7 separate regions of the Mus musculus genome follow, and regions 1, 2, 3, 5, 6 and 7 are each linked to region 4. Evidence: chromatin contacts called from public HiChIP or PLAC-seq and promoter capture Hi-C data. All regions are on one chromosome and are shown on one strand. The core of a region is the stretch at or near the end of the contact, and the rest is flanking DNA. Distances in the headings are between cores, read along the strand shown. Region 1 holds the start of Ptp4a3 (protein tyrosine phosphatase 4a3). Region 2 holds the start of Gpr20 (G protein-coupled receptor 20). Region 3 holds the start of Ly6l (lymphocyte antigen 6 complex, locus L). Region 4 holds the start of Adgrb1 (adhesion G protein-coupled receptor B1). Region 5 has its middle 16 kb from the start of Gm52173. Region 6 holds the start of Ly6g2 (lymphocyte antigen 6 complex, locus G2). Region 7 has its middle 31 kb from the start of Mroh5.

Region 1 (3,382 bases), core at 184-2,683, 770 kb before region 4:
CCTTCCATAAACAAGCGGGAGCTTCTTGGTGCCATGCCTGGGTGGGAGGTGGGGTATGGGTGGGGCCCAGTGCTAGGTTCCCCCTCCCTTTAAGGATGCCTTCCCTGGGCTGGGCACATAGCCAAGGGGGTTGGGGAGAGCCTGGGGTTAAGGAGCCTGTTTTGTGAGGGGTTGCACCCTTGGAACTGTGCGACACAGGGGTGTAAGAGCTTTGGATGAGTTCCGAGGGACTGGCGTGGGTGGAGCCTGCTAGGGTCTCCCCTCCTGGCCCCAGAGATGGGTTACTCTGGGAGGGCTCCAAGAAGGCTCTGGATGTGTTATATATAGACTTCTCCGAAAGGCTTGGGGCCCTGCCAGCTGTAGCAGGTGCCCCCAGGATTAGCTAGAGGCCCCAGCATGCTGGTGTGTGTGTGTGTGTGTGTGTGTGTGTGTGGTGTCACTTGGAGCCCCGGTTGCAGCCCTGGCTGGTGCAGCATCTCAGACGTTGCTGGGCCTGTCACTAACAAACCCTTTTCTAGACAACTGATGGGCCACCAGGGATGGTTTGATGTGCTTTCTCCTACCCACCTGGGATTGGGACCAGTAGGGTCTCTGGGGGAGGGCAAATCTCCAGTCATGGTCCAGCTACCTGGCTGGGTGACTTGGGGCATCTACTCAGTATCTGTTGTGTTGCTGGAGGCTGGTGCCTTGTGGAGGGTTCAGGATCTGCAGTCAGGATGGAAACTAGTGGAACAGCTGAGACCATGGGTCTGGTCAGCAACAATGCCGTTAACCTGCTGGATTTATAAGGGTGGCATATTCTGGGGATCTTAGGTGGCTGCCTAGCTTTCTGGGGGTGAGCCAGGATGGGGCTGCAATGGGATGCTCCAGCCTGGACGTTATCAGCCCTGCTTACCTGGGCCAGGGGGAGAATGGGGGATAGTAGGCTCTGCTGTGCAAGGTTGGCTAATGAGACTTCTCTCTGGGAGTATTAGGGGCATGCCCTCCCCTGGCTCAGGTCCAGCCTTTCAGGGATCATTCCTCTCCCCAGCACCAACTACTGATTGCAGGGCCAGGCCTCTGTCTGGGAGCCGGGCTTGGGCCAGGGTTCCCAGCAAGGCAAGGCCTCTGGGGATTCTGTGAGCTGGAACTCAAGCCCTGCACCAGAAGGCTCCCAGGGCGGTGCAGCCACTGGGGCAGGTGCGGACTGACATCTGTCTCCATTCTTGGGCGGGAGAGCACAGGGTTCCTGCCTGGGATGCCCTAGGACAGAACCAGGATTCCGTCTGGTCAGTGGAGCCCAGGAGACGATCCTGCTCAGGGGATGCCCTGGAAGACTTCAGGAGAGCTGGGTGGGTGTCAGTTCCCTTGGAGATGAGCCTGTGTAGAGTCGGCTCCCATCTCTTGTGTGACTCGAGTGTGCGTAGGTTCAGTGCCTCAGGTTCTTCAGCTGTAGTCTGGGAGTGGTGGCTCTTAAGGTGAAGTGTGGGCTAGTGCGGCTGAGCACACAGTAGCTGTTCAGTGTGCGCATATGAAGCTGGAGAGCTGGAAGGGTTCCTCCTGGCTTGTGGCCCCTCTGCAGAAGGAGGTCTCCTACCCAGCAGGATGCAGAGGGGATGGCAGGCGGGTCCGCGGTGGTCCTCTCCCTTCCTCCTTCCTCTTCCTCTGCTGGCCGCGCCTTTGTTTGCGTGCTATCTTTAGGCAGCAGGTGCGGGAGCCGCTGTGAGTCGGGTCGCCCGCCGGTCACCGCCCCCCCACGTGACGCCGGGCGCTATAAATAGCTGGGCGGCGGGCGGCGGGCATCCGCCCGGAGCCGGCGCCGCTGCGGAGGGCGCGCACGGGTCCCGGCCCGGCCGGCCGGCGCATGGAGGCGGCCGCACGCCTGCGGGCGCGGGTGAGCCGGGCTGCGGGCGGCGGGGACCCGGCCTCGAGGACGCTCCCGAACCCTAACCCTACTGGGATGGGCCCTGCACGGGATGGCGGCTCCCTGGCGGGCTGGGTGGGAAGTCCCGCTGAGGTCGGGGAGCTGTGTGCCCTCCCCACGCCCCACTACGGGTCCTTGGGGTCCCCAGCCCATCCACGGAGCAGTCTTGCCTGTCTTGACAGCACAGAGTCCTGAACTGTGACCCCTGACTCCTAAGTGTCACACAGGGTCCCATTTAGGTCCCTTCTGAAGCTAGATGCACTCCCACCCCACCACTTGAGGGTGTGGCTTCTGACTACCTCTGTGTCTTTTTTTCCCCCCTGGGGTTCAAGTGTTCCCGATTACTAGACTCGATGTTGAGAAAACCTGGGTGTCTGGACGGCCGGAGCTGGCCAGGGTCCAGAGAAGGTCCTTCCACGCCCCTCTGTCCCATGTCCTCCTCTGGCAAACAGGGACAAAAATGGGTCTTGAAAAACATGCCGGTCTGGGAGCAGCTGAGGGCTTAAGATACTGCTAGAGGAGGCTGGGCGGGGATAGAGAAGGGCCCAGGTCATAGTAGGGTCCTTAAGCACCAGGGGTGGGGAGGGTGTGGTGGCTTGACTGAGTGCCTGTTGAGGCAAGGTGAGCTCAGCTTCTGTTCACACCTAGAGCTGCTGGGATAGGGGTGTAGGTAGCCGGTGGGCCCACAAGCCTTGGCTCAGGCCTGCTAGAATGCAGTAGAGGTAGACCCCCCCACCCCCCCACCTTGTTCTCTGGTCTTCTTAACCCCATAGAAGTGATGTGTCCACCTGGGCATGGTGGCAGATGCCTTAAGTCCTAGCACTCAGGAGGCCCAGCCAGGTGGATCTCTGTGAGTCTGAGGTCAGCCTGGTCTACAAAGTGCGGTCCAGGAGGTAAGACAGGGACAGAGAAACACTGTCTCCAAAGGGGGTGAGCGGAGTGATGTGTCGGCAGAGGGGCTCCTTTTTGGGAGGGCAGCCACCATGTGGTTGAGCCTGGGTAGACTCAGGCATGCTGTGGGCATGCCCCTTTTTGCCCACACTTAGGGGTGTGGCCCAGACTGCAGTGAACTGTGCATGTATTATAAGATGCAGTTCAGCCTGGTGTCACCTATACATCTGGACCCCTGGCTCCATCCCCTCAGGCCTGGGGGGAGCATGATAGGCGGTTCAGGCTTCCTTTTCTCAGATGTTGCTTCTGTTGCCCCTGGAATCTTACAACCCAGCCCCAACCCCTGCAAGTAGCCAGTAGGTGCAGTTAGCTCTACAGGAGCCTGCCAGTGTTCTCTGACTCCCTGGGGCCTTCTCTTCTTTTCTCCTGCACACACAAGGGCATTGCAGTGTGCACACATGGGATGCTCATCTCAGTAGGCCCGGGTGTTTGTGTCATAACATGAGAGAAGGCTCTCCTTGCTTATAGCGGGCTAGTCGTGGCTCCGCATGCACAGGGCGTTGAGAACCTGGCCTGCCCAAGCAGGCA
Region 2 (3,785 bases), core at 495-2,994, 810 kb before region 4:
TGCAGTGGAGAGCTGGGGCAACCTAGGTACACTGTTGCCTTGGTTTTGACTAGACCTATGGAAGGAATCTTACTCAGACATCTTTGGACCTGCTTCACCTCCTTCGAGGGCGTGGCTGGGACAATCACCTTCCCTAGTTTGTGTTCCGTTCTGTGTGGCAGTGTCTTGTTCATTTGCCTCCCTGTTTTTATTTGCGTGGTATCTGGCTGGACTGGAGCTAGTGAGAGTGCAATATCCGAATTTGGGAGGTAGAAGCAGGGGGATTACTGTGAGTTTGAGGTCTGAGTAACACAGTGAGCCTGGGCTACAGGAGATCCTGTCTCAAGAACTATAACCAACCAATCAACCAACCAACCAACCAACCAACCAACCAACCAAACCAAGGAACACAAAACAACCCCTACCCCCCAAACCCACTGGAAATGGGTCTGATGCACACACTCTCTAAAGCCAGCCCTTGAAAGCTGACTCAGGAAGAACACTGCAACCTAAGCTATGAAGACATCAAGCTAATAGAGTTTCAGGGCAGCCTGGGATGTAGATTGAGGCCTTACCACAAAACAAGCAACAAACAGGAAAGACCCCATAGCCAACCCCATCTCACACTATCTTGTACAGGTTTGAAGAAATCCCCTGAAGAATCCCAGGAGGAAGCACAGCTCCCTTTGTTCCCACCGTGCTTGCAGAAAGACCTACTCAGCAGACACACAGCCAGGCAACCCCCTGGCAGCCTGTTGCTCTGGGGCAGCACACAGAGGCAGGCAAAGGCAGGTAACCTCTGCGGGCTATGCTTTCCCTCCACCAGCCTCTGTCTCCGTCCTGCCTGAGGCTACCCAGCTGCTCCACAGCCTGCCCCCGCCAGCCACTCTGGCCACCAGCCAGTTCCCAGCCAGCCAGCCCCCTCGGGACCCTGCTCTACAGCCTTCTCACAGGGCAGCTACACCAGGGAAGCTCAGTCCGGAAGCATCAGCTTGGGGGTCCTGTTGCGGGCTGAGCAGAAAATCCAGCAATGGGCCTCAGTTTCCCCACTCCCAAAGAGGTAGAGGAAGGACCTGGACTAGGGCAGAGACCTTGAGCCAGGGGTGGGCAGATGTGGTTCCTTGTAGAGAAAGTGGATGCTTTTCCAAGCCTTGTCCCCTCCTGGTGCTAGTGGTTAGGGACCCAGAGCTCATCAAATGCTGTTTGCCTGGTCTGTGGGACCATCCCAAGTGCCTTCCTGGACAGGAGAGGAAACTGAGCCCTTGGCTTTGGACTCAGCAGCGGATGCGCAAGTGTGTGATCGGTTTCATGAATGAAATCCAGAGTGGGCAAGGTGGGTGAGGGTCACTGGGAGAATAGAGAGCAACCCCACGGGGCAGGGAGGGTGCCACTTCTGCCCCTCTCCCCTCCAAACTCTTTACATCTCTGCGACTGTCTCTGTGGCAGAGGGCTGTGAACTGGGCTTGCTTCTTGGTCCTGTTTCTCACCCCCTCTCTTCTTCCTAAGTCACCCAACTGGGCAATACGAATAGCCCGCTCTGTGCACAGGGGTGCAGGAGGCAGCAGTGCCTGGGGAACTCACCCGCTCTTGCCGCACCTTCCTCTGGGATGAGCCTGTCCCCTGAAGCTCTAGGTCTGTGGACCCACAGACAGTGCCTTCCCAGGGCCTGACGTCAGGCCAGCCAGCTGCTTTTGGACACAGGCAGAGGGGTGGGAGGGGTGGGGGCGGAGCGGTCTCCCTCCCAACCCCTGCTGGCCTGGCTGCCTAGAGGAAGGGGGGCGGGGTTGGGGTGGAGGGAGCCTGGGGGCGGGAGAGGGGTGGTGGTGGGGTCGGAGATACCACACCTTCCCTAGACAGAGGGGTGAGCCACAGCTGTTCGGACCAGGAAGAGTGGAGGGGGGCAGGGTTGGCTTCTGGCCCAAGGCTATGGGTTGTCTTAGAACAGCTCGGCCAGTTTCTGAGAAGAAAGATCTGCTGGGTGGGTCCCGTCCAGTCGCAGCAGCCAGGGGCTTAGGACATCCAGGCAGGTGTAACCACAGACAGCTGGCAGAGGATGGTCTCTGGTCAGCAAGGGCTGAATGTCTCTGGGGCTGAGGCTGTGCAGGGCTGTTTGCTCTGCCAGGAGTTCCCTCTAGCCCTCTGCTCTTCATGTCTGTCATCCACTTCAGTCATACCACAGTGCTTTCTCGAGCATCCACTCAACAGCCATTCTGACATCGATGACCAGGGAGGGCTGTGTGCAGGAGACCCCCCGGGCCCTCAGAGCTCACACTGGGTGTGAGAAACAGTAGAGGAAGAAGTGGGTGCCTAGTGACAGATCCAGCCAGCCCAGATGAGAAGTGAGGGCAGGGTTCCGGAGTGGATAGAGGGAGGTGCCACAGGACGGGGCTGCCTGGATGGGTAGAGGAAGGGGAAGCCATCTTGGTAGGGTCAGCTGCGTAGTCTGCAGAGCTATGAAGCTGGGAGGGAGTGGTCACTTGCACACAGAGTCTTAGCAGCCCTTAGAGGCTCCAGTGGTGGCTTTGATCCTAAGGGAACAGAAGGTTCTAGAAGAGGGGTGTAATCTCCCAGCCTTGGTCTCCACCCATCATAATATTCATAGAATCTTGTTGTATCTTTCCCACTGGGGCAAACTGAACCCTAGGCAGGAGCCCATGGCTTGCCAGACCACCTCCCCTAGGTCAGCAGCGACTTCTGGTCCTGGAGGGAAGGTTTTAGGCTTCTGTTAGGCTGCGGGGCTGAGGGCTAGGTAGGGCTTCAAAGTCACTGGCAGGCAAGTAAAGGGCTGGAGCTTGGAGGAGCTCACGTTTCACACGCTGCCCAGAGGTGGGTCCAGAAAGCCATGGTCCTTGCCTAGGGATCAGTGCCCACCCGTTCCTTCTACACTCAGCCAGTAGCTGAGACTTTCAATGCCTGGGATACGCGGTGCCTATAGCCTGGATGCATAGTTCCTATCCCTGCCCTGACTCCACGTTGGAACAACACAGGAAGGGCTGTGCTGGCTTTTACTCCTTCATGCCCTTCCACCTCCAGGAAGCACCTGGGTGGGTCCTGTCCTATCACTTGGCAGGGTATACAGACCTGAGGAGAAGGGTGGCGCTGAGGCTCAGGGGCCAGGGCAGTCCTGAGGCATAAGTCTACAGCCTCAGTGGGGCTCTTGGCTGCTGCTGTGCTTGCTGGACTATGTCCGAGGGGTGACAAGGTGCACAGGTCATAAGTGACAGGCCAGGTGCATGGGTGGGTGCAAGGGGAGGCTGGAGAACGGAGATGGCTGATGTGTGATGGAACCCTAGGGCATTGCTGGGTATCGTGGTGCAACACGACCTTTGCAAGAAGAGGAGAAGAGTGGCGTGCATGTGGTGTGTGTGCGTATGCATCATTTGTGTGTGGTGCATGTGAAGTTGAGAGGGTCTGTTCAACTGCCAGGTCGTGCCTTGCCATCTAGAAACATAGTCTGGGGGTTCATCATTCAGTAAGAAGTGCAGAATGCAGCTAGGTGGTGGCGGCACACCCCATTAATCCCAGCACTCAGGAGGCAGAGGCAGGTAGATCTTTGGGTTCAAGGCCAGCCTGGTCTACAGAGTGAGTTTCAGGATAGCCACGGCTACACAGAGAAACCATGTCTTGCAAAACAAACAGACAGACAAATGCTGAATGGTGCACCCACAGTGGTATCTGTCACACATGGGCTAGGTGCTAGGTCTCACTCAACCATCAAGCCTTCTAAAGAGCTGCTGGGTTCCACTCCCAGGGAGGACAAATCAGAGAGGTAATGTCACCTGTTCAAGGGTATGTCGTTAGAAAGA
Region 3 (3,692 bases), core at 297-2,796, 930 kb after region 4:
ACAGAAGAACTCCTGCCATCAACACCAGGTTGATTTAAGTAGGATTAATTGCCTACTGCAACACTTATAATTATGTGCAGAGCCATCTCTCCAGTCCCATAAATATTGGTTGTGTTAGTTACTTTTGTATTGCTTTGGTACGACCATGACCAAGGCAACTTTTAGAAGAGCCTGTAGTAGATGTTTTTTGTGTGTCAACTTGACACCAGCTAGATTATCACAGAGAAAGAAGTCTCCCTTGAGGAAATGTCACCTCCATGAGATCCAGCTGTAAACTATTTTTTCAATTAGTGATCAAAAAGGGGGAGGGCCCATTGTGGGTGGGGCCATCCCTGAGCTGGTAGTCCTGGGTTCTGTAAGAAAGCAAGCTGAGCAACCCAGGGGAATCAAGCCAGTAAGTAACATCCCTCCATGGCCTTTGCATCAGCTCCTGCTTCCTGCCCTGCTTGAGTTCCAGTCCTGACTTCATTGGTGATGAACAGCAATGTGGAAATATAAGCTGAATAAACCCTTTCCTCCCAACTTGCTTCTTAATTATGATGTTTTATGGAGAAATATAAGCCCTGATTAAAACAGAGCCTTACAGTTTTACAGGGTTAGAGTCTATGACCATTATGGCTCAGAACATGGCAGCCAAGATGGTAAGGGTGGGGCTAGTACAGTAGCTGAGAGCTTATATTTGATCCACCAGCATGAGGCAGTGAATGCCAATTGGAAATGGTGTGGATTTTTGAAACTTTAAAGTCCACCTGCGGTGATAAACCTCCCCCAACAAAGCCACACCTAATAATCATTTCCAAACAGCTCCACTGAACTTGGGACCAATAGTCAAACCTGTGAGCTTATGACGTCCAATCTCATTCAAACCCCCACATTTATAAAATGGTAAAAAGAGGGAAGAGAGGGACAGTAAAGAGAAGGAAGGGACAGGGAATAAAGAATGAACAGACAGGCCTGGAAAAAGAAGTGGCCCTTTGTCCCACTATGGGGACTGTCTTCAAGGGGACAGTGTTGAAAGACAGAATGAGATGAGTCATGGATTGAACTGAGTTGCACCTCTAGATTAAGGCAGCATTTCCTGAGGTAAAATGGATTTAGGTAAGGTCTGTAAGGCCTGCAAAGGTGGTGGGTCCCAAAGTAGAGGACACACTAGGTGTCCTGATATCTCCAGAGGAGAAACTAACACACCAACACACCCTTCTCCCTCTGCCTCTCTCTCTCTCTCCCTCTGCCTCTCTCTCTCTCTCTCTCTCTCTCTCTCTCTCTCTCTCTCTCTCTCTCTCCCTCTCTCTCTCTCTCTCTCTCTCTCTCTCTTTCTCTCTCTCTCATACACACACACACACACACACACACACACACACACACACACACACACAAACACACACACAACCTTTGCTGTTCCTTCATCTGGAAACCTTTGGGGAAGGACTGCAGACTCCAGCCAGTGCTCCACCTCCTCCTCCAGGCACCACAGTCCTGGTGCACTGGGCTGTGGCAGGGCAAGGTACCAGGCTGTGCAGGATCCAGGCAGGACTAAGGCTCCCAAGAGACATGGCCCCGCTTCTCCTGGTGCTCTGGGCATCGCTGGTGTCTATGGAGCTCACCGGAGGCATGATGGTCAACGAGGTACCAGGTAAGGACTGGGCAGGGGTAGAGGGGGATGGGGCAGGGGTAGTGTGGGGGTGTTGGCCTGTTTTGCCTAACCACCTCTGCGTGTTCTTGTTCATAGCCCAAAACCTGAGCTGCTTCGAGTGCTTCAAGGTTCTCCAGGCCAGCAAGTGTCACCCCATAGAGTGTCGGCCCAACGAAAAAGTCTGCGTGAGCAACGAGGTTCTCCTTTACACGAGTGAGTCTGTTCTCTAGCCTGGATGTCTCCAGAACCACTGGCAAGGCTGGGTCACACCTGCAGGCTCAGCAAGTCTTCTAGGTGCTGGACAATACAGGAAGGTGTGGTCAGAATTGTGACCTCTCCTTTTTCTCTTCCAATTGCCATATCTGTTCCTATGTCACTGCTTCTAGAACTCTCCCCAGGACAAAAGCTCTGATGAGACATTGAATTCCCAAGTGAGGCAGCCAGTCAGGGACAAGTTTTACAAGGCCACCCACTCACATGGGGCATCACGTGCTGTTACAGAGGCAGTGGGACCTTAGTTACGGTCAGCCTTAGGATAATGGGAACAAAGCCAATATTCCTTGTCCCAACTCCACAGAAAGGAGAAAATATGAAAATGTCCAGACCTGTTGTGAGCACACACATGGTGGTAGTAGTTGTTTTGATCTAGCTTTAGTTCCCTGGGATGCTGCAGACACCTCAGAACTACCTCCTCCCTGAGTTAAACATCCTGAGCCTTGTTGCAGACTAATACTTAAATTTTGGGCATCTCCTGTTTCCTCAAGCCTATTCCTGAGAATAATGCCTTCCTGGCCTAAGACAAGCCCCAGAAGGAGTGGTACAGCATGATCCTCAGGCAGAGAGGCCTGACAGACTGTCCTTTGTAGTAATATGCGCAACACTGAATCCTGCCTCTGGTTGCTTCTTACTGAAGTTTTTCCTCCTGTATAGCTATGGCACTTTGAAGCCACATTTCCCAAGTGGAATTTTCCCAAAGAGAGTAGTAGGTTTCCCATGGTGAGGCCCCTGTTCTCATCAGGGGCAGTCCTGACCCTAGGGTCTCTTTTACTTATCACAGAAAAGGGATTAGTTTTAATAGAAGATTTGGAGGCTAGGGGACTTTGTGCAACTTTCTCCAGTTTTCTTCCAGCCTTTCACCTTTGCCCCCCACACACATACCCAGCTTTATGTTCAGTTTATCTGGAGCTGGAAGGTAACAACTGGCAGCTCTGTGCAGGGAGTAGACTCTCAGGACTCCTTTGGGTGTTAAGTGTTCTGGGAAGATCTGATGCACTCATGAAGGGAGGAATGTCCTGGACTTTCAAGGAGGCCACGGGCTCTGTTAGAACATGCTTAGCCATCCCGAGTTCTGTGCCACCAAGCAATGTACTTTTTGGCAACCAGCCTCTTCTACTTTTGCCCTTGACCACCCTGGGAGAGAGGGGCTGCTGGGGAGATCTCTAAGCTCCTTGACATATCCCAGGTTTGTGGTGACACTGAGTAGCAGGGCCCCTGAGACTCTGTGGATCTTGCCTCTGAGCAGACTGCAGAAGGTGGCCCAGGAAGGCCAGATCCAGCCTTGCACACTGGATGCTTGCCCCATTTCACCCACCAGCCTCAGTGTTCTATGACCACATGCGGTCTCTTTTCTTCTACAGGTACAAAGAGAAGAACTCAGATCAGCAAGCGCTGTGCCACTGCTTGTCCAAACTCCAATAATGTCATTGAATGGTCATTGGGCAATACTCAGGCCAGGATCACCAGAAGATGCTGTTCTGGGGATCGCTGCAACAGAGCACCTGGGAGTTGGGAGGGGTTCTGGTCCTTACCAGGGAGGCTCCTTCTGCCAATGGGTCTGGGCCTCTTCTGCACCCTGTTGTGAGGACCACTTCCTTCTTGGACCTCCTGTCTTCCACCTCAAATCCCACCTTCATCCATTCCAGGACTTGCAATTCAATGGTCTGTCTGTGGGGTAGAAGGGAGGACACCATATCCTTTGCTGAGGACTCAGCAGTCTGCTCCTCCCTGACATCCTGGCCCAGGAACTAGGAATAAAACCCTGCTGCTCCTCATGGAGACA
Region 4 (3,674 bases), core at 180-2,679:
CAAGGTGAGGCCTTGCAGGAGTAACTGGTATGCAGAGTACCACGTTCAGTGCCTGGGTATCTAATTGGCTTGAGGTGCTTCCCAACACACACACACACACACACACACACACACACACACACACAGAGAGAGAGAGAGAGAGAGAGAGAGGTGTAGGTTGACTGTGATGTTGATGGAACTGATAAGATGTTTTAGTGGGAGTTACAGGACAGCAGTGTGGGTCCTGACACCTGGCAGGGAGAGTGCTGACAGTGGCTGTGAGTTTGTATTGTTGTTGACAGTGGCCTCCGAAGAGAGATGCAAACATCCGGACCCCATGTGTCCTTGGGTAGCAATGGTACTGCCACTGGTCTGCTAAAGTGTGCAAAGTAGTGGGCCCTGTACAAAAGGTTTTGAGTTCAGGGCAAATCACAAATTGTGAAACAGGAGCAAGGGGTCTGATGCAGAAGCATCTTGGTGGAAAAGAACACAAGGCAACTTTTCTGAGGCCAGGGTTTCCAGGACTCTTGTTGTCAGCCTAGACCTAGAGTGTCAAATCTTTTGACATTGAAACATGGCATTGTGGCCTACATATGTGTTGGGTCACATCCATTGTTGTCCTGGGATGTATGGGTGAACATACCTTATAGAGAGAGGCACCCCTTTGGGTCCCTAACAGAGGAGGAACCAGGGATCTTATGATGGAAGACAAAGCAACTGAGGTCTCTCTCCACCCATGGATGGAAACTGGCAGGCAGGGACACTTTAAAACCCACCCCCCTTTGACTCTGTCCCTGGCGGGCTCCCCTCCTCTCAGCATCACAGGACAGAAAGTCTAGACCGGTCAGGCCCAAATGAAGTGGTTCAGTGCCCCACCCCTGCTCTCCCTGGAAGGGCCCCAGTCCCTGCCTCTGACTCCATCTCTTTACCCATCACTCATCCAACCCACCCACCCACTCATCCACCTATGCATGCATCATCCTTCCATCTGCGTGGCCCACCCATCTATGTAGCCCTCCCCATGGTGCCACCCACCAAATCCACTTTCTTCCAGTCCTGCTCACCCTCACCCGCCTCCGCAATTCCACCGACCCTGACCCTGATGGCTACCTGTCCATCCATCAACCCTCCCGACAGCCTCTACCTACATTCACCTGCCTCCACCACCCACACACCTATTGGTCTGTGCACAGCCCTTAACTCCTCTTCTCCAACCATCCGTTTGTTGGTCCACCACTTGTCACCCAGATGCAGCCACTCCCCTGCTCCTGGAGGAGAGCACAGTCCCAACTCTTGGCTTTCCTGCTGCGTGGGGCAGGAGTCGGCTGTCTTAGGTGCGCTCGCCTGAGCGTCGCACTCCTTCTCCGTGATCCCGCTCCCCTCCTCCCAACCCGCCCCCCGCTCGCGCTCCCCCTCTAATGTGTGATCTGGAAGCTCTATAAAGCCTGATGTAATCCGTAATGCAGTCTCTGGCTCCCGATTCGGGATCCAGTTTCAGAGAGCGAGAGATTGGGGAGCGCCGGCAGCCGGGCGGGGGAGCAGCTTGCCTCTCTCCTCCTCCTTCTCCGCGTCCTCGGCCTCCTCCTCCTTCTGCCCGCGCCGCCCCGCCCCCGGCTCCGCTCCGCTCCCCCCCCCCCGCCCCCAGGAAGGGAAAAAAGGCGAGAAGAGCCGGGCAGGCGAGAGGACCGGAGCGGCGGCGCGGCCGGAGAGGGAGCGGCGGGCGCAGGCGGTGGTGGCGGCGGCGGCGGCGGGCGCGGCGTTGGCGGCGGCCCCGGCAGAGCGAGCTGAGCGGGCGAGCCGGCGGCACAGGCGTCCGCGCCGCGTCCTGGCCAGCCTCCGGGCCCGCGCGCCCAGCACAGCCCGCAGCCAGGGCATCCGGACCCTTCTGGCGCCCGGGGGGCTCCGCCAGGCAGGGGGTGGGGAGGAGCCTGAGAGCGCCCGCGGGTGCGCTCTTGGGAACGTCTCGGCGGGGCCCAAAGCGAGTCGGGGGCGGCAGCGACAGTAGCCCCAGCTCGGATCGGGCGCGCGGCTCGGCCGCTGGCGACGCGGTGCGCTCCGGGGGCTTTGCAAGTCGCTGGATCAAGTCCTTGCTCGCCCGTGGGGCCTCTGCTGCTGGGGAAGGTAAGAACGGCTCCGAAGGGGGTGGGGGCGCGGCGAAAGGGGGCGTCTCGCTCTGGGAGGGGGTCGGAGGAGGGATGGCCTCCCGGACTTCCTAACTTCGCCGTTTGGAGCTTCGCAGCTCTCAGGATTAGGCTTGGAGCTCGGGAGTTTGAAAGCCCCCCCCCAAGCCCCATTTCCCCAGCCCCCTTCCTCTTCTAGCGGCGGCAATGGAATCTGGCAGGTCCCTGCGATCCCGCATTGGGCGGGCTGAGGAGGGGGCGCCCTGGACGTGGGAGAGGCTTCTTGGTGCTCCTCACCTCCCCCTCATCCTTACCAGGCAGAGCCGGGCCAACCTGGCAGGCTCAGTCAGAGAAGCACCCCCTGCTCTATTACCCCCACAGACCCAGGGCGCGCTGGGGAAGGCGTTCCCGTGGTGTTCCGACACAGAGATGCTAGCAGGGGTCTGAGGGAGCCCCACCTGGCTCCCTATGCTGGCCCAAGGAGGCTCGCGAGAGACAACCCGGTGTGTCCCCCATTCCCTGATCTTACCCAGAGCCCGTTACATATATTATAGGGCCCGGCTGCATCTCATCCCCACCCCCAGCACAGAGCTGGAGGCGGGCAGAAAAGCCCCCAGACTTCCCGTCACAGCTCTCACCTACAGACCCGACAATGGCAGAGGAGACCCCCGGAGGCTTATCTCCAAATTCGGAAAAAAGGGCTGTCCTCGCGCCCCCACCATCACAACTGACACGCGCATACGCCCTAGCTCATTCCTTCCCGGTGTTCTTTCCTGTTCGGTTGGACAGGCGGCGCAGATAGGCTGCCCTGAACTTTGGGTCGGCCCGCTGCCCTCTCCGACCGAAGCAGCGGAGCTGGGCACCGAGCACTCCCGGTTGCGTTTCTCCAGTGGGCAGAGGCCACCAGCCTCCGCTGCCGCTGCGCTCTTTCGGAGCTGCGTGCCGTTGCCTCTAGGAATGAGCATGGCCCCCGCCCCCTCCTGAAATTCTGAGGGCTCGGGATCCGGCCCGGAGCCCTTTGCTCTGGTCCTCTGTGCAGCCTAAGCAGAACAGAAATTATCCCTGCCCCCGGGGAGGTGGGCAGCTGAATGGAGAATCGCAGCGAAGCTAGGTGGCTTGAGGGTTGGTCGGAGGCTGCGGCTCTGTGCTTGGGTCCCTCCGCCTGGCCGCGGTGGCTCCTGCTTGGTCACTCCCAGGCAGCCCAGAGGGCTGCACCAGCCTGGCACCCTCTCGGGCCTGTTGGGCACCCTTGCCCTTTCCACTTTTATTTTGGGCTTCCAAGTTTCTCTCGGAGCGCGCGGACTGGGCTAAGACTAGCCCAGCCCTAGTCCACTCCTTCCGCGCCCCTTCCCTCCCTGAAGTCCCCAGTACGTTCCTCTCCCCTGGGTCTGGGGCGCAGATTCCTTAGCGGCAACTCGGAGGGAGTTGAAAGGCATGAAGACGCGTGGGTGGGCACGGGGCGCGCACTCCCGCCCCAGAGGAGCCGCTCGGCATACGTGTTGAGGAGGGGGTTGGGAGGTCTGCGCGTCTGCACCCTGGGGGCCCAAGGAGACCCTCTGTGCTCTGGAGCCATAA
Region 5 (3,300 bases), core at 151-2,650, 630 kb before region 4:
CTCAGTTCAGCTCATGGGCTCAGATTTGGGTCTGACTACGGGAGGTGCCTGCATCACAGGGACCCGGGTAGCATGCCTGTCTAGCTATACAGTGTGCATCTGTTGGTATAGCAGGTGGTGTCAGTGAGGCTCCATGTGTTCACGGCACTGGTACCTAGGCCCAGCTAACCTTTTACCCAGCTGTCCTGTCTATGGGGGATATCCCCATGGACTTCATGGTCGAAAATAGTGACTCAACAGGATCATAGGACTAAATGAAAATGCTGGCCTAGCTGAACAGTGTCATGGGGGACTTGAACCTGTGTCACTGACAGCAGATGTCACATTGTTTTGGGACAGTGCTAAAGTTCTCATGCTGGGGGTACTGTAGACTCTTACATGGGATCTAGAACTTCACAGGCCTTGGCCTAAGATTTCCTATATCAAGTTTCTGGCCAGTCTGCAACAGCTTGAGGCCTGTCAGCTAAGTTCTACGGGGCCTATGTCAAGCCATACAAGTCTGTTTTTCCAGCCACAGGCAGCCGTTCCCTTGGGCTTCATCTCTGCTCCTGCCAGTGTTGACCCTGAGTGCCTGCAGGAGCTGAGCTTCCCTTGGAGGAGAGCAGTGGTTCTGGGCTCCCTCCAGGAGGCAGCCCCACGAGAGGAGACTGGCTCATGCTGGCTTCCAAACCCGACACACTTGCCCGGAGTTGTGGGTGGCAGATGGAAGCTGACAAGCTGAATAAATTAGGGTGCGATTACTTTTTAGCAGACGTCATCTGAAACAGCTTGAGGCCCGTTAGTTAAGCACGCCAGGCTGCATGTGCAGAAGGGAGCGTAGCCAGTTCTCTTCATCCGCAGAAGGTTCTCGATGGTGCTGCGGGGTTCAGCCTGCAGGCCTAGGCCTTCCCATTTCTGGGGACCATGGCACGGAGCCTGAAGTGTACTGTCCACACTCTGTTTTCTGTGGGAACCCTGGGCAGGGAGTGTCCCTTGCTCACAGCAGTTGTCTGGCAGGCTCAGCCCGCTGTGATGATGGTTTGGTTACTCCGGAATTCTGAGAGCCAGAGCTTGTCTGATCATTCAGGAGTTATTTATGAGAGCTTAGTGAGCCAGAGGCAATGGTGGGTCTGGATTTAGCAGTGCACTAGAGCCAGAAATCTGTACCTTCCGCCGCATCCAAGCTAAGTGTGATTCAGACCTCAGGTGACAGGGTCAGTTGCGTGCTTCCCAGGTGCTCTCCTGAAGAAGACACTGCAAGTATGAACATGCTGGTGCCCGCTCTCTGGGTGAGTATGAGGGCACTGGTTTGTAGACCCAGAAGCCGGACATGGGAAGGGCACGTGGCTCACCTAGGAGTACTCAGGGTAGGCATTTGCATCATGGTGATTCAGCTCCAGCTCCCTGATCCCCAGCCTAGGTGTGGGAAGCCGGTAAGACAGAACAAGCCTTTGGCCCTTGGAGCAATGAACACCGGATAGGCAGAGCCCAGTGACAGGCTGCAGCGGGCCTGGTTTGCACTGGCTTGTGGCTGCCAGGGTGATCATTTTGGAGGTGGTGGCCTCTGAGTTGAGGAAGCATGAGGTTAGCTGCAGCAGAAGAGTAAGGGGCAGGTAGTATAAGGAGGAGGTGTGGAGGAGCAAGAACCTGTCCAGTAAGAAGAAGGGCAAAGGGGTCCCTAAACTCCAATCAACCATGGCAACATTGCCTGGATTCTTGGTGGACAAAATACCAGCCAGCTTCAGAACTTCCAAATATCTCACTACCCTGACCTCCACCAGGTCTGACTGCCCCTATTCCCACAACTTTCCCGTGCCTCTGTGGAAATCACATCTCTTCCTGTCCTTGTTCCCTGATCACCAGACCCACAGTCACCTCCTCCAGCAGCCTAAGGGATGGTTCAAGGGCACAGTTGGCGTGTCTTTCCTGGAAAGCTTTCTTTCCCTGGAAGGGTCCTTTCAAAACTACACTGTTGGGGGCTGGAGAGATGGCTCTGTGGTTAAAAGCACTGGCTGTTCTTCCAGAGGTCCTGAGTTCAATTCCCAGCAACCACACGGTGGCTCACTACCATTTATAATGGGATCTGATGCCCTCTTCTGGTGTGTGTCTGAAGACAGCGACATGTATTCTTATACCTTTAAAAACAAAACAAAACAAAACAAAACAAAACAAAAACAAACAAATTCAACTCTACTGTCACTGAGGCGGTGGGAGTGGGGATTAATCCTTTTGAAGTTCCAAGGGACAAAATACCCTTGAGTAGACTGGTTGGCTCAATACAGGATCCATCATGACCCTTGGACAATGGAGCCACTGTTTTTTAAGAGCCCACCGTGCACCCAGTGTTTCTCCGGACACTTCTTACGTGCCTCGCAAAGCAGCTCCCATTGTCCTCCTCTGTCTCCAAGGAAGTGAGCTCAGAAAGTCAAGCAGCGAGAAAGTAGAGAAAATGCAGGTTTTGAACCCAGGCACCTCCTCTGGGCCTACCCATCACCTCTGTTCATCTCCTGTGATGGAGACTAGCAGAAAGTCCGGCTAAGCTGGGTAGGTGAGTTTCAGTGTCTGGACCCTGGCAGAAAGGTCTGGGCTGAAGTTGAGAATCCTGTAGGTACAGCCAACACATCAACCCCCAAATCCTCAATGGCAGTAGGCGGGAAGGACATGCCACTGACGTTGGGTAATCTGCAGAACCCTATACTGTCTCAAGGACAAGGACCAGAGAACAAGAAATGAACAATTCTGGGATCCAGCTGGGTCCTCAGGCCAGGCCTCAGCATCACCTGCATGGTGTGACCACATTGCTTGCCTCTCCTCCCTTGGTGGGGCAGCATGCGCTGGCGAAGGCTTGTGAGAACCATAATGGGTTGCTGGAGAGTCACAATTATTTGAACTTATAAGGAAGGGAAGATGGGGGCCATCAGTGCTGGGAGCACCTCCACCTTCCCAGAGGCCTCCACAGATCCATGTAGGTCAGGTGTGAAGGAAGTCCATGAGGTCCTGATGCAGGGTGAGTTTGGCTCCTCAGAGGCACAGTACACAGAGGGTGTTAAGAGGTCTTGTTGAATCTTCTAGCTTTGCCAATATCTAGGAAGAGGCACCGGGTTCTGGTAGTCATCAACTTTGAGGCTCATTCTAGACACAGACTAAACACTGGTCATAGACTGAGCTGAGATCCCCATATACACTGAGCACCTAGGCTGGTCAGTGAGCCTTGCTATAGGCTGAGGCATGGGAGTGGTCACTGTCCAATTGCAACTCCCGAAACAATGCTGAGCTCTGATCCTAGTCACATATGAAGTCCTTATCTTGGCCACATGCTGA
Region 6 (3,686 bases), core at 759-3,258, 700 kb after region 4:
CAGAGGCTAGATCAAATGCCAACAGTAATGGCAACTCAGAAATCAATATAGTCCTTACCTATCATCCAAAAAACTTCACTTGTAACAAACTGAGACCGTCAGAGAAAATCTCAGCTAATCAAAATGCAGAGACCTAGTGGTCACGCAATGTCCTGCTCCAAACTGATATATCTACAACACAGCTCTGGAGTTTACTGAAGAAGATGGGAAAAGTGGGAAAACTCTAAGAGCCCAGGAAACAGTGTGTAATGTGAGGGCCTGACTGCTCTAAGGTATGGTTGAGGGGAAGGCTTTACTGAAGATGTGAAGGAGAGTACAGCTAGAGGCATCTGGAGGAGTTCGGAAAAGAGTAGACCAAACATGCCATGGGTGGGTGGGGGGGGGAGTGATGGAGGATGAAAAAGAGAGGAAGACAAAAGGAGAGAGCAAAAGGAAGGGGGGGGGACAAGAAGGTTCATGGTTCAAATGGCAGGGTTATATAGGAATGAGAAGCAAGGGATGTTTAGGACAGGGGTCAGGTGAGAACAGCTGAGAGGAGCCACAGGTACTGAGGGAGCCTGAAGGCCAGGGCCTGTCTTGGTATGCCAGTAGGTACCACAGAGTGCCACTTGTCCCTTCTGATAGCAATGATGAATGACTGGTTTGGGAAAGAAGGAAATGGGTGCCAGAATTTGGGAGAGTGGCAGTCCCTTTGACCCTGACAAGTAGGAAGTGTTCTCATACCTATGAAATCTTGACAGCATGGCTGCCTAAACAAGACTTGGCTCCAGATAACAAAAACAGACAGACCCGCTATCACAGAAGGGTAAACCTTGTAGGTCCCAGCCTTAGACAAAGAACTGCAGGTACCAAAAAGTAATTGTGAGAGTTAAACAGTCTTCCATGGGGAAGAGCTCCCAAACTAAGGCCAAGTACTCAGCTCTGAAATCAGATTCCTACAACTAACATTATACAGCCTGAGCACCTTGTATTTATATAGTCAGGAACATATGTGTTCAAGTGTTTTTGTTTGGGGATAACAACAATAAAATAAAATTTGGGAGTCCAAGTGGGTTATATGGGAGGAAAGGAAGGGGGAAATGATGTAACAGCTTAATTTAAAAATATTTTAAAAATTTAAAAGCACATGAGAATATGAATGCTATTACATATGGTGAAAACATAATTCTTTTTAAAAGTAAGGTATATTCTTTTTAAACAATTCAGGAGATCACACTCCCTATACATTAGATTTGAATCCATCTGTGATATTATTTAGACAACTATTTCTCACTAGTCTTTTTATTCTTGGTAAGGAAGCTATCTGGACATCATCGGCCCACTATTGTTGTAACTTAGAAGTCAAATTATAGTTAAATCTCTTCCCCCCACCCTGCTCTAATATCCATCAGAGAGGGGCTTTGTGCCGTGATCTAGCCACTCCAACAGGTACCAAAGTATCTGCAAGCCATCTCTCATCTCTCAAACCCAGCCTTCAAGACTAAAAGGAAAAAATAATGAGAAAGAATCTGTGGACTTTAGTTCCAACAATGTAAACTGCCCGTTTCTCTGGCTTCCTCTCCCCTCTGCCTAGGGCTTGTAAAAGATAGGAGAGAACCTAATCAGACGTGCCTAACATCTGACCTAAGAGGAAAGTCTAAAGTGCATCCCGAATCTTATAGAAGTGAATAGAAAGGAGCCAGCCGCTGTGAGAAAGGCATGAGAGGTTGTAGGTTCACAAACATTTGCCCCCTTACCTTGCTTTCTGAATGGCAAGCACAAGTCACCTGTGGCCCCTGCTCTTCTGACATCCTAGTCCTCCTGAATAATGGTCCCGCCCCAACTGAGTGGTTGTCCCTCACCAACTGATATAAATCTAGCTGACTAGGTCACCAACAAACCATGCTATCTCTTACAAAATAAACATGATGGTCAGAAGGAAGTAAGTACTGAAGCCCCTCCCTTTTCAGGAATCCAGCTGGGAGGAGCTGGGGAAAGAGTAAAGTACTTCAGTCCACATCTGATTGACCTTTCCACTGTGCCTGCAACCTGGTCCGGGAGGAAGTAAGGACTGGTGTCAGGAGGGAGCTGCTAGGTGACAAAGGGAAGAGCCCTCAGGATAGGGCTGTGGTGGGAGTGTGGGATTATGAAGGAAACGCTGGGTGGGTGGTGGGTGAGAGAAGTAGACAGACATGTATTCCTTGGTGAAAGCTGTGTGGGGGTTGGAGGGAGGGAAGATTGGATGCCTGAGCTCTGTGAGAGCCCAGGGATGTGATTGGTGATTTATTAACTGGCTCCAACTTCCAAGGTTTTATCTGTGTACCCTTTCTCCAAGGATGGACAGTTCTCATGCTACAAGGACCTGTGTGTTCATCCTTCTTGTGGCCCTATTGTGTGCAGAAGGAGGTGAGATGGAAAATGGGAGAGGAGCAGGAGGGTACAATGGAGATGGAAAAGGGCCTCAGGGTTGTAGGTACTCCTATTGTGTGCCCAGGACCCTGGGTATGCTGTGGCCAGTCGACTGGGGATTTGCTTGTGGTGGGTGAAGCCTCCTGTGCTGGGGTGCTTTACTGGGTCTGTAAACCAGACCCTGCTTTGCAACAATCAAAACATGCCAGAAGGACTCTTGGACCTCACTACCTGTGCCAGGAACCCTGGCCACCAGAGCAGTCTGTCCTTAGACTCTACCCTGCTGCCCTGGCCTCCCAGTCAGGACACTGGCCTGTGTGCACACAAACTGGCAGAGCCTTCTTTTCCTCCCAGCTGCCAAGTTAAGTGGTGTGGAATCCTTAATGCCTGACATTTGGCTTTTCCTTTTGCCCCAGCCAATGAGACCTGAATGCCAGAACTTCACAACTCTAAGAGCTCTGAGCTCTCAGATGCCTCTATACTTCTAGTCACATCTTTATTTGGGGAAGCCTCATAGTGAGCCTCAGCTTTGAGCTGGACAGTGGGAAGTTATGTGATCTGTCATGGGCCAATAACCAGGGGCCAGCTCTGCATGTTAAGGGTGGGACAGGTCAGAAGAGCCCTCTCCATCTGAGGGCCCCAGTAACTACTTACACACCCACTCACAGGTTCAGCAGACATTTGGTATCTATGTCTTCCCAATATGGTGAATGTGTCTCAAATACCTCTAGGGGTGCAGGTCTCTTCTGTGGGGCTGGCTAGTTGAGACAGCAGTACAGAGCACATTTGAACAATGGATGCTCTTGTTTTGCTTTTGCTTTTCGTGGAGGTGAATGGGCAGCAATGTCCTTGCTCTGTTCTAGTGGCCAGCAGCTGTGTGGACTTAAAGACATTGAGAGGACATGTTTGGCCTAGGAAGGGCATGCCCTAGCACTCATGTATTGTCTTCTTTCTCAGCTCAGGGGCTGGAGTGCTACTGTTGCCTGGGGGTCCCACTTGAGACTTCCTGCAAAACAATGACCTGCCCCTACTCTGATGGATTCTGTGTTACTCAGGAAGAAGAAGTTATTGTGGGTATGTGCCCTGTGGCCTATAAAAGGTGGCTGAGTGTGGCTTTGGAGCAAATGTTGGGTCTGTTACTTGTGGACCATGGTTTCCCTCCCTCCAAGTACAGCTTTCCTGTGATTGAAGTGAGACTCCTGCAATGTGGGGAACGTTGGAGTCCAGGGATGTGCTGAAATGTGGATTTTAAAGCAGGGCTGCCCATTTGCATGGATGGTGTTCATCTGTCATCAGTG
Region 7 (3,513 bases), core at 372-2,871, 650 kb before region 4:
GCCACATCCAAAGACGGTGAGCCTGAAACTGGTACAGCCTCAGAAAGATTCTTCCTTGTTCCATTCCCATCAAGGAGAGTGAGGTCCCTCACCCCACGGAAAGCAGGGTGGCTCGGAGATTGTACCCATATCTAACTGTAAAGAAATAGCATGGAGTTGGCTCTGGAGCCTGAAGGATGGGATAGATTAGGCTCATGCTTGGTCATGTACATGCATGTGGGCTTGTAATTATAACTCTGCTCTCTAGCTTCCTCTGTGGACCATCCCCAACTAGAGAGGAGTCACTTGATAATCTGAATGACAGATTCCAAGGTGGGAGAGATTATAGCTTGTATTCATTCTGGGTGAGGATACTCATAAACCTACAGATGCCCCACTGACTCCTATATGTAGGAGAATGTGAGGCAGCCTCTTTTGGATTAAGCCATGCCACCCTGTGCCTGGCAGCAGCTTCTTGATAGCTGCCTAGCTGCCCAGTTTCTGCCTTCTCATGAAAATTTAACTCACTGGTCTCAGTCTGGTCACTTTCATCCAGACATGATTGGCTTGGCTCCTGTTGCACCAGTACCTCCTTCTGCCCACTTATGAAGATCTGGATGCATGTGCATAGATAGGCACGTTACACCCATGCCTGAATGTGATGCACATGCAGAATACCCACATAGATACAAGGTTGTGTGTCCATACAACACACTAATCACACACACAGACCCCAGGACATCCATGGACATAGGTGCACAATGCATGCACATGCAACACACAGAGGAGATACACCCACATGTAGGTATACATGCGTACATATGGACTCTGATACATAGGGACACATATGTACACACATGACACACATATGTGTATATATACATGGAAGCACATGTGTACACACACAGCACACAGAGAAGATTATATATATAGACCCAGCCACAAGCATGCATATATATATATATATATATATATATATACCTGACACTGAAACTCTGGTACACACATGCAAGTGCATGCAGGCACACATGCAAACAAAGATGTGCACATCTCTCTGTGGGCTGGCCATGGCTGATGGGCCTGGAATTGCTAGAGGTTACTGATAACTCATGTGCAGCCAGTGCTGTCCTCTCAGTGGGCCAGGGAGGCCTTTACACGCTTTTTGGGGGCACATTTGGCATTTTCCCACACTGTTGCTTAAACATTAAACATCTCCCTTGGCAAAGACAAGTTGCCCGTCGCATTGGCTGTGAAGAACTTGTGGGATGGGTCCTCCTGCCTCTGCCTGGGTGCCCTTCCCATGGCCCTGGACGCTGGGCTCTCTCCAAGCCCAGGCTAGTGCAGGCTGGCAGCTGATGTGTTTATTTGCCTGGCGGCATGGTGGGCGGGAAGGCGCGAAGGTAATTGGTACATTTTGTAAGCAATCATCTCCTGGCACCTTCTGCCGCAGCGTGTGGGTCGCCTGATCCCGTTAATCACGCCTGGAGGCCTGGGGCCCCCACCAACTGACAGCCTCATTTCTCTCTCCTGGAAGGAAGGGCTGCTCCACTTCCTAATGGCACTATCTGTTATCCCCGGACAGTCCTTCCTGCTGTACCATACAGGAGCCAGGCTTGTGGAGAGGGTGGCAAGCAGAGTTGGTGTCTGTCCAGATCCTGTGTCATGCCAGGCCTGGCAGGGTGCCAAGGGTCTGTGGCTAACCCTCCACAATGTGCTGTGCATATTCCTCCTATGAAGAAAGGGCAGGAAATGCTGATGGCCGATGAGGTTATAGTGCAGAGCCGGTGGGCTCTTTCTGGGTCCCCTGAATATAGACCTCATTCATGGTCAGGACCAGCTGTGGAATCTGGAAGCCCACAGCAAAACATGAGTGATTTCAAGAGGGCATTAAATCAACCCCTGGCCATGAGGATTTTACCTCACAACAGGACAGACCACACACATATGAAGCTGCCTGCCTGGGTGTTCTGACACATGTGTACATACATGTAGCATCAGACAGTGACTCAGACTCAGATACTTCTTACCCAGAGCCATAGCAACGCTGCTCTCTGCCCTCACAGTTCTTATTTCTGTGAGGGGATCCAGGATATGGTTCAACACCAGGACTGCAACGAGGCCCAGTGAGAGATCTAGCTGCTGTTGATAGGGAGACACGTCTATCACTGTTACTGATGCTGTTGTTAAGTATGGAAATGATGGCTATGTATGGGAAACACAGGAGCAAATTAATCTGCAGATGATGCACATGGGGCCCAAACTGTGACTAATTTCTGAATCACCCCACTGCAAAAAAGATATATATATATCTCAAATAATATACTCCATAGTGTGTCGGGTACTAACTCTACCTACCTGCTCATCTGATGATTGATCCACCCATCAGTCCAATTAGATGCTTCATTCTAAGCATCCATCCATCCATCCATCCATTCATCCATCCATCCATCCATCCATCCATCCATCCATCCTCCACACCTTATGCAACTCCTTATGCATCTACTCACCACTCAATACACCCATCCATTATCTACTCATCTGCTCTTCCATTGATTGATCCACGCATCCATTCATCATCCCTTTTCCATCCATCTACCTGCTCACCCATCCATCACCCACCCATTCATCATTCATGAACCTATAAATCTATCTATCTATCTATCTATCTATCTATCTATCTATCTATCTATCCTTCTATTCTTCCATTCATTTTCAAATGCATGCACTCATCCATCTATCATCTGTCTATTCACTCACCTATCCACCCATAGAACCATCATCTATCCATTCACTTGTCCATCATCCATCCATCTATCCATCCATCCATCCATCCATCCATCCATCCATCCAATTATCCATTCCATGTTTATTCATCAATCCTTCCATTTATCCACTGAATGTCTATCCATTCATTTGCCCTTATACATACTTACCTAGTCATCCATTTATTTCATCCATCTATCCATCCACTCTTCAATCTGTCCATCCTCTAACAAGCTTACCTGGTCATCAACTTCTCATCCCTTCAGTAAGTATTTACCATGGTAGCCCTTGGTGTCAACGTTGAGGTCAGGAATAAACAGTTCCCATGGTTCTATTCTGAAGCCACTGCATCTAGGTAAACCATGCTCTCTTCCATTCCATGGCTCTGTGCTGCAGCTAGCTGAGGCATGTGGGGGGCTGAAAGAGAGGGGACTAGGTCAGTGAGATGATCATTGTCTGTGAAAAGGGAAGAATCTATTGACTGTTTGGGCAAATCACCACTCTCTGTACAATTTGACTTCCTCAATTATAAGATGATACCTTCTCTCCCAGGATTGCAGTGGGGGAGGCATTGAAAGAGTTAACTCAAATCAAGTATTTAAAATGGTGCTGGGCATATTGTGAGAGCATGCTATGTTAGCATGAGACACACATGTAACTCCTAAATTTATCTTTTACATTTAAAAATATTTCAGTTTGATTGGAGGGTCTGCCTCACCCCAGCCAAGAATCTAGTTAAGGAAACAAGGTTGGGGGACATTCCCCATAAGG

The links. HiChIP or PLAC-seq counts read pairs in DNA pulled down with a chosen protein or histone mark. Capture Hi-C pulls out chosen DNA fragments and counts their contacts.
Region 1: an H3K4me3 HiChIP or PLAC-seq map of embryonic forebrain shows a contact between it and region 4, with 10 times the contacts expected there. The contact joins the promoter of Ptp4a3 here to the promoter of Adgrb1 in region 4. A contact is called at or near these places in 6 of 39 promoter capture datasets (the 3T3-L1 cell line, embryonic stem cells, hippocampal neurons and 2 more), 1 of 15 datasets of contacts at CTCF or cohesin (large pre-B cells) and 15 of 115 datasets of contacts at active chromatin or transcription factors (VIP interneurons, craniofacial prominence, embryonic basal ganglia and 8 more).
Region 2: an H3K4me3 HiChIP or PLAC-seq map of forebrain shows a contact between it and region 4, with 9 times the contacts expected there. The contact joins the promoter of Gpr20 here to the promoter of Adgrb1 in region 4. A contact is called at or near these places in 8 of 39 promoter capture datasets (the 3T3-L1 cell line, hippocampal neurons, liver and 4 more), 1 of 15 datasets of contacts at CTCF or cohesin (the NIH/3T3 cell line), 4 of 484 Hi-C or Micro-C datasets (B cells, embryonic stem cells and rod photoreceptor), 10 of 115 datasets of contacts at active chromatin or transcription factors (SST interneurons, embryonic basal ganglia, embryonic forebrain and 5 more) and 2 of 9 other capture datasets (adipose tissue and liver).
Region 3: a contact with region 4 is called in a promoter capture Hi-C map of liver, with 3 times the contacts expected there. The contact joins the promoter of Ly6l here to the promoter of Adgrb1 in region 4. A contact is called at or near these places in 1 of 39 promoter capture datasets (pre-B cells) and 1 of 9 other capture datasets (liver).
Region 5: an H3K4me3 HiChIP or PLAC-seq map of forebrain shows a contact between it and region 4, with 9 times the contacts expected there. The contact joins the enhancer-like site here to the promoter of Adgrb1 in region 4. A contact is called at or near these places in 8 of 39 promoter capture datasets (the 3T3-L1 cell line, the C10 cell line, cranial neural crest and 4 more), 1 of 15 datasets of contacts at CTCF or cohesin (large pre-B cells), 13 of 115 datasets of contacts at active chromatin or transcription factors (SST interneurons, differentiating embryonic stem cells, embryonic basal ganglia and 8 more) and 1 of 9 other capture datasets (embryonic stem cells).
Region 6: a promoter capture Hi-C map of liver shows a contact between it and region 4, with 4 times the contacts expected there. The contact joins the promoter of Ly6g2 here to the promoter of Adgrb1 in region 4. A contact is called at or near these places in 1 of 39 promoter capture datasets (pre-B cells) and 2 of 9 other capture datasets (liver and pancreatic islet).
Region 7: a contact with region 4 is called in an H3K4me3 HiChIP or PLAC-seq map of embryonic stem cells, with 31 read pairs. The contact joins the enhancer-like site here to the promoter of Adgrb1 in region 4. A contact is called at or near these places in 5 of 39 promoter capture datasets (the 3T3-L1 cell line, cranial neural crest, frontonasal cranial neural crest and 2 more), 1 of 15 datasets of contacts at CTCF or cohesin (stem cell-derived epiblast-like cells), 1 of 484 Hi-C or Micro-C datasets (embryonic stem cells) and 19 of 115 datasets of contacts at active chromatin or transcription factors (VIP interneurons, acute myeloid leukemia, craniofacial prominence and 11 more).

What each region holds. Positions count from the first base shown.
Region 1 is chr15:73,746,593-73,749,974 of GRCm38.p6, forward strand. It overlaps Ptp4a3 (protein tyrosine phosphatase 4a3), which reads left to right and starts at 1,434. Exons shown (of 6, transcript NM_008975.3): 1 at 1,434-1,873.
Region 2 is chr15:73,705,761-73,709,545 of GRCm38.p6, forward strand. It overlaps Gpr20 (G protein-coupled receptor 20), which reads right to left and starts at 1,745. Exons shown (of 2, transcript NM_173365.2): 1 at 1,561-1,745.
Region 3 is chr15:75,447,906-75,451,597 of GRCm38.p6, forward strand. It overlaps Ly6l (lymphocyte antigen 6 complex, locus L), which reads left to right and starts at 1,547. Exons shown (of 3, transcript NM_001347049.1): 1 at 1,547-1,633; 2 at 1,730-1,846; 3 at 3,271-3,692. The coding sequence starts at 1,552. The coding sequence ends at 3,494.
Region 4 is chr15:74,514,767-74,518,440 of GRCm38.p6, forward strand. It overlaps Adgrb1 (adhesion G protein-coupled receptor B1), which reads left to right and starts at 1,430. Exons shown (of 31, transcript NM_174991.3): 1 at 1,430-2,100.
Region 5 is chr15:73,886,376-73,889,675 of GRCm38.p6, forward strand. No RefSeq gene overlaps it. Among named protein-coding and RNA genes, the nearest start is that of Gm52173, 16 kb to the right of the region's middle. Within about 2 kb of position 1,401, at least 35 of the 459 cell types and tissues checked have an H3K27ac peak or open chromatin away from gene starts, as enhancers often do. A contact at or near this core is called in SST interneurons, embryonic basal ganglia, forebrain and 1 more, where this site is marked.
Region 6 is chr15:75,214,370-75,218,055 of GRCm38.p6, forward strand. Ly6g2 (lymphocyte antigen 6 complex, locus G2) reads left to right here and starts at 2,009. Exons shown (of 5, transcript NM_001371105.1): 1 at 2,009-2,043; 2 at 2,315-2,385; 3 at 3,346-3,462. The coding sequence starts at 2,316.
Region 7 is chr15:73,868,985-73,872,497 of GRCm38.p6, forward strand. No RefSeq gene overlaps it. Among named protein-coding and RNA genes, the nearest start is that of Mroh5, 31 kb to the left of the region's middle. Within about 2 kb of position 1,622, at least 29 of the 459 cell types and tissues checked have an H3K27ac peak or open chromatin away from gene starts, as enhancers often do. A contact at or near this core is called in pancreatic cancer cells, where this site is marked.